Regions from separate parts of the Rattus norvegicus genome. Here region 1 is linked to region 2. The links are chromatin contacts, called in public Hi-C maps. All regions are on one chromosome and are shown on one strand. The core of a region is the stretch at or near the end of the contact, and the rest is flanking DNA. Distances in the headings are between cores, read along the strand shown.

The links. A called contact is a pair of places that touch in the nucleus more often than the background predicts.
Region 1: a Hi-C map of kidney shows a contact between it and region 2, with 2.2 times the contacts expected there. The contact joins the enhancer-like site here to the promoter of Rb1 in region 2. A contact is called at or near these places in 2 of 12 Hi-C or Micro-C datasets (kidney and liver).

Annotation. Positions count from the first base shown.
Region 1 is chr15:54,952,029-54,955,259 of GRCr8, reverse strand. No RefSeq gene overlaps it. Among named protein-coding and RNA genes, the nearest start is that of Itm2b, 25 kb to the left of the region's middle. Within about 2 kb of position 1,514, at least 5 of the 93 cell types and tissues checked have an H3K27ac peak or open chromatin away from gene starts, as enhancers often do. A contact at or near this core is called in kidney, where this site is marked.
Region 2 is chr15:54,910,218-54,913,576 of GRCr8, reverse strand. It overlaps Rb1 (RB transcriptional corepressor 1), which reads left to right and starts at 1,720. Exons shown (of 27, transcript NM_017045.2): 1 at 1,720-2,011. The coding sequence starts at 1,896.

The DNA.
Region 1 (3,231 bases), core at 265-2,764, 42 kb before region 2:
AACTCACCTAATCAGGCCAGTCTCAAACTCATGATGATTCTCCTGCCTCAGTTTCCAAGAGTGTTAAGATTACTAGCATAGCCACCACACCCAGCTCATATCTCTGAGGTTGCTTCTTACCTGAAAGGATTCAGAATCCTCTACATGTAAAACACCCAGTAGGGCTAGAGCGATGGTGGCTCAGAAGTTAAGAGTGCTTACTGCTGTTCTGGAGGACCCAAGTTCAGTTCCCAGCACCCACTTTGGGCGGGCTCACAACTGCCTGTAAATGCAGCTCCTGGCCTGCACTGGCCTTGCACACAATGCAACAGACACCTGAGTAAAAAGTAACACTAAGAGCAGGTTTTGCAATAAATTCCTGAAATAAAACATTTCAATTCTGACTTTAGGTCAAAATTTTTAAAACTTTAGAGGTTCATAAAGGATTTGGTCTGGAGACTAGTCATTGTTTGGAAGGAGGTTTGGGGACTCCTACCTCTCAGTTGTATTTCGGAAATCCTGCCAGAGCTTTATTAGTGCAGCGAAGTGGGCGTTTAGGTGTTGACAACTTACTTTAGAAGAGAGGTTGTACCAAATTAAGAACTACGTTTTCCTACCTCCCAGGGTTTAAAATTTCATGGCTTTTCAGGGACCTGTGAAGATTGAAGAGCAGATATGGAGTCCCATATTGGACCAACACATACAGTTACGTAGAGATGGAGTCCACTCAAAGAAAAAAAGTGTTGTATCTGTGGATCTTTATAACCTAGTAAGCGAGTAATGAGTGGTCAGCCAGTTCTGGTTTGTATGATAAATACTGGACAGACCTTGATCTAAACATTTTTATGATCTGTGAATCAAAGCACCTCGAAGGTGCTAGACAGATGCGGTCAGTGAGATAGTGCCCCACCCTCCTCACATACTGCCTTCAAGCTATTTGGGAATCTATGGTCATTCCTTGGGGCTTGTAGTTGAAAGAGGAGTGTTAGTTTGTTCCTCCATTTATAGTCGTGTACCATTAGGGTGGCAAGCTGTTGCAACAACCCCAGCTTCTCACTGACTGCACACAGTCTGAGTTTGCCTGCAGTCAGCATGGTAGGCTCCAGCATAATGTTTCATTAGAATGGCTTAAAAATTTCATACAGTCCTAGTCAAACATTTGATAGTGCAGAACATTTACAACCATGGATTTGGCTGGATTGGACTAGCAGGCTGTCCCTGACTTTATTTCCAGTAATATTACGTCAATGAAGTAGAGTGCCCTGAGTCAGGAGTGGTGGTGTGTGTCTGTAACCTCTGCACTTGGGAAGCTGAAGCAGTGTGATGAGTTCAAGGCAATGTAAACAACATGGGGTTCCGGGTGACTTTCAACCACATGCTGAGATCTTGAAAGAAAGCAGCTCTCACCCACACTTGGCCAGGTGTCTCCCTCCCAGGAATTTGAGAATTCCTGGCTGAGGTTCTGGCAGTGCCATTTGATCTCAGGTTCTGTGGTGGAGCCTTGAGAAAGCTGGAGAGTGAAGCGCTGCTGGTTTCCAGGTTGAAAGGGGACTGCTGTCCTTCCTGGACCTTGAGTTCTCTTTGCAGGCGGGTGCTATAGTGAGATACAGACAGAGCGAGTAGCTTATCAACAATAAGAGTTGATTGTTACAGCTGTGCAGGTTAGAGGTCCAAAATCAAGGTCACAACAGGAAGCACCCACTGTTCTCCCTGGACCCTCACGTGGATTCTACCCATGTGACCACACAAAGGTCCCTTCCCCTAGTGCCATTGACATCTTGGAGGTTAGGATTTCAACATGAATTTTGGGTGTGGCCAGGTCAAAAGGATACAGTTCCAATCATAAGGTGCCCTGAATGACTGCATGAAGGCTCACGCTGGACCTCGGCCTGCACCCTTTGCAGTATAGCCTGCTTGCTTCTGTGTGAGAAAGAACACAAAAGTTAGAAAACAAATAGTTAGGACCTTGATTGCTCATCTGTGACAGAGGAATGAGACTCTCTGGTTCAAGAGGTGACTGGTTAAACCGTGACTATAATTGTTCTGTATTAACTGTACAATCATTGGCAATTCCAGCCAGTTTTTAACCCCAGCACTAACTGTGGTGAGCAAGAAAACGAGGATTTTTCTTTAAATGTGTAATTTTTTAATTGTATTTCCTGACTAACTTTTTTAATATACTAATTTTAGTAAATTGGATAAAGGGGAAAAGCACACAGTAGTCTGAGTGGTATTTATCTCAAATGCCAGCAGTAAGAGTATACAGCTTAAAGAAACTCAAAGACGGCCTAACAGTGCAGCCAACAATCAAATGGATTATTGGAAGGACACAGTACAGAGTCTACTTTTTAATATGCTTAGGAGCTATTTCTGGCTAAATTTAGATTCCGGTAGATGCACCTTTAATAGTTTAGTATTTTTGAGGCTCCTTCCACTGAAAAGGGCTTCTAGTCCAGGTGTTTGTAAATTATTCTATGTTGGGCTCTGATTCTGCCGTGGTCAAGTATTTAAGACTTTGTTTCCTAAACTAGAGAAACAAAGGACTCCATAGGCCTTCAAAGGAAACACAGGACGTCAGCGTGTCTATTGAGAAAAAAGACAGCTCTTCACCCTGTATTATTCAAAGACATTATCACCTTTTTTCTCTCTTGGTCTTGTCCTTAGTGCTTATTTGAGTAAGGTGTAGTTTAGTGTCTGCTCCCTACTGATCAATCACTTCAGGCTTTTGTGAAGTTGAAAACATCAGTAAGAACACCTTAAGACTTTTGAACTCCTTTACTGAGCTTCGAAGCCATGAATGGAAATGTTTTCTGATGTTGCTTGTGTGTCCACTGGGACGTGATCCACATTCTCTTGACTTTCTGTGGCAGACTGAGTGTAAGCAGAAGGGACGGGGTGGGTTGTCTAGAACAAGTCCAGAACAGTGGCTCAAAGCTGGACAGTCCCTGTCTTTTTTTACTTGTATTACATACATAATTTCATGGGTTTCTATATTTATCAAACTTTTACTTGGAAATAATACTTTTTGGTAAGAAAAAAATGTTCAGAAATACTAAGGGCGAATGCTACCCTGTGTCCACCAGTCTTGCTCTCCAGGCCCAGCCCTGGACCTTAAAGGAGGCTGTTAACAGTTTAATGTATGGTATAACTTTTAGATGACTCGGTGGCATCCTCCTGTCAAAGTGGAAATATGTTTAAGAAGGCCCAGCCAGGGACTGGATAGCTTGCTCAGCAGGCGAGAATGCCTGTGCT
Region 2 (3,359 bases), core at 471-2,970:
TGTGTGCGCGTGTGTGCGCGTGTGTGCGCGTGTGCATGTGTTTCTGGGTTTTGAAATCCCAGTTCCTCACATGCTAGGTAAGAATTCTATTATATTCCACACTTATTTTTGCTTTTTATTATAGGAATAAACTTACTTAGTTGCTCAGGTTGGAGTTCAACTCACTCTATAGCCAAGGCAGGACTTAAATTTGTGATTTTTTTTGCCTTAGCCTCAGAGCATTACAGCCTGAGCTACCAGGTCAACTTTGGTCTGTATGTTGAAAAGGGGTTATGGAGGAAATATTAATTCCAATGACTTCTGACACACATAGCTGACCATCAGCTTGAGGTCAGTACCAGCAGAGATGACCAATCACCCGCTCTGTTACATGTCTGAGGGCCCAGGTTCTTTTGCAGCTTGCCACAAATTACCACAGGGGCATCAGTTAGCAAGTGTCACATTCTCTGATAATTTTGAGGCAGGACTGTCATTTTTTTCAGGCCCCCTGCAGTCTATCCTGTATCTTCCTCAAACCTAGACTGCATGTAACCTAAGCTCTTGCCTAAATCTGGGACAAGGTGAACTCAACTGCTATTTTAATTCCATACATTCTCGGTGGCTGCATCAGGGCCTGGGCTCAACCTCCTGACTAACATTTGCTTCACAGGCTTCTGAAGTTAGGCAGGACTGACAATTGAAGGAGGTCTGTGTATCCTTCACACATGTCAAGGCAGAGAATAAGCCCAGGTTTGCAACCTACCCAATGAAGTTCCTGCTTCCTCAGCTTTTGCTCAGCTGTTCCAAGATAGTTTACACCGGAACAACAACTGCTTTTTATTCACTGCACCTCAGTTAGGGAGTTGTGTGGCAACCACCAATAAGGACTGGCAAAGAGAGAAAATTACGTTGACTGACGCGTAAAAACTGTAACTAGAAAAGATAGTTGCTGAGCCAGCTTTTGGTGGCGGTAGTTCTAGTGTGCTCTTTCCCCGTGTCTGTGCGTTGGTGATATGGTGAGTCACCAAATATTACTTGGGTTTGAGTCCTCTGCCACCGACCGGCTATGTGACACAGGTAATCAACTCTCCGAACTCCCATTTCCAACACGCAAAGTGGAATGCTGGCCTCCCCAGTTTGACCGGCTGTCTCTGAGAAACAATTATGAAAGGGGGCTGGATCGCGCGCATTAACACGGCAAACTGGTTTCTGCTTTCTTTTCAAACGATTTTGTAAACGATTTTTCAAAGTTGGGTCCGCCTGGCAAGCTGATTTTCAAAAGATCCTTTCCCGTTAAGATCTGTCGGGCTTGGACCGCGCCTCCAGTTTCCACATCAAAAGACTTACTCCACACTTCACTCTGTACATCGACTATCTACCCTCGTCTCCAGAAGGCCAGTAATGGCCCCACCCTGGACCGCCCACCCCGGCCGAGCCCACCTCCCACTGGCCGGGCACGTTTGTTTTTGTTTTGCCGGCCGCGCGGGCCGGTCGAGGGGCGCGCCCTGTCCAGCGTTCTCCCAGAGGCCGCGGCTCCTAGGAGCCGGCCCGCCCCGCCTCGGCTGGCGCCGCCCACGGGGACGACGCGGGCGGAGACAAGCCCGGGCAGGCGCGGCTTCCCTGCGGCTTCCCGCCCGCGCCCTCGCTCTCGCCCGCCGCCGCCGCCACCGCCGCCCCGGTTCCCCACTGACGCCCGCGGCCCGCGAGCCTCGCGGACGTGACGCCGCGGGCGGAAGTGACGTTTTCCCGCGGTTGGCCCGGCGCTCGGTTGCCGGGCGCGTCCGGTTTTCCTCAGGGGACGTTCCCATTATTTTTGTAACGGGAGTCGGGTGAGGACGGGGCGTGCCCGGCGTGCGCGCGCGCCCGCCTCCCCGCGCGCCTCCCTCGCCTGCTCGCGCCGGCCCGCGCAGCGCGTCATGCCGCCCAAAGCCCCGCGCAGAACCGCGGCCGCCGAGCCCCCGCCGCCGCCGCCGCCGCCTCCGGAGGACGACCCCGCGCAGGACAGTGACCCCGAAGAGCTGCCCCTGATCAGGTGAGGAGCGCGGCCGCCGCGGGCCGGAGAGAAGGGAAGGGAAGGGCGCGGGGACGCGGGGCGCATCTTGGCGGGGACGCCGGGCGCATCTCGGCGGGGCCGGGCAAGCGATAGGAGCGGCGCCCGGGGTCCCCGGAGTCCCCTCGGTCCCCCACCTCCGCGGGACGGCGGCGGCGCGGTGACACGGTCCTGGGCTCGCGGGCGACGGGGAGGGCATCCCGAAGGGGTCTGGACTGCGGCTTGACAGGTGTCGGGCGGGTGGGGCTCCTGCTCCCGAGCGAAGTGACAGGTGCAGGCTCTACTCCAGCGACGCCCAGGCGCGGAGCCGGCGGGTCCTGGAGAGCCCCGGTCAGACGCAAAAACAATTGAAATAAATATTAAAACAAAAAAAAAGTCGACCGATGTTTGTCTTCTTTCTTCCTCCTTTTTTTTTCTTCCGTGGAGATCCGGAGCACCCCCGGGGTGGGTTGACTTTCTGTTTTGCAGTCCGGCGATGCAACAGTTGGGAGCCTTTCCCACTGAGTTTGCGCTGCATTGGCAGCTTGGTCCTGGGAGAGGCCAAGAAAAGCCTTGTAGGCGAAGCGCAGGGTCGTGGGTGTCAATTGCTCACGGGGTCCTCAGCTCCCGGGCTTTGTGGGGGTTTCTTTAGAACAATGCTTTGAGGCCCCGGGGATTTAAAGCCATCTGTGGAGACTGGTGGAGCATAGAAGAACTGGTATGTGGGCAAAAGTTTCAGGAGACATTTAAATGCAAGGGCTTGAAAGTTTCTAAACTTTGTTCCCTTTTTTTCAGGGTAGAGCTCTTCTTGCGTGCTGATTGGCCCGCAGCATGCTTCATTATTTCTTGCCTTTTGCCTTTGAGCAAAAGGTGCCTGTCCCCACCCCCCATCCCACTCCCCTTTTTGTTCTTTGGTACTATGTTGTCTCAAAGAACCTTTCTCTCCATTTATTAAATGGAATCTAAACTTAAGTTCATGTGGATCCAATAAGAACAACGGAGAGATATTTATTGTATTTCAACATTTTATTTTTCTTGACTGTGCTACTGTTTGATTAAGTAACAGAAATTGAAACAATATGATTGTTGTTATCGCCAACAGTAGTTTTATTTTGAGAGTATAGATCCATTGTATTGTAGTATGGGAATTGTTTTGTCTCTCACCATCCTTCCATTTCTAGCCCATCATTAAGTCCCTGACTTTATTTTTTTTAAGTACTCTGACTCTGTAACCCAGGCTTGCCCTGAGCTTTCTATTCTGCCTCAGCTTCCCAAGTTCTGGAATTGTAGGCACTCAGCACCCTGATGCACAATCAAGCTCCTTTCTTCCCATTGAGCATCAAGTCTCCTT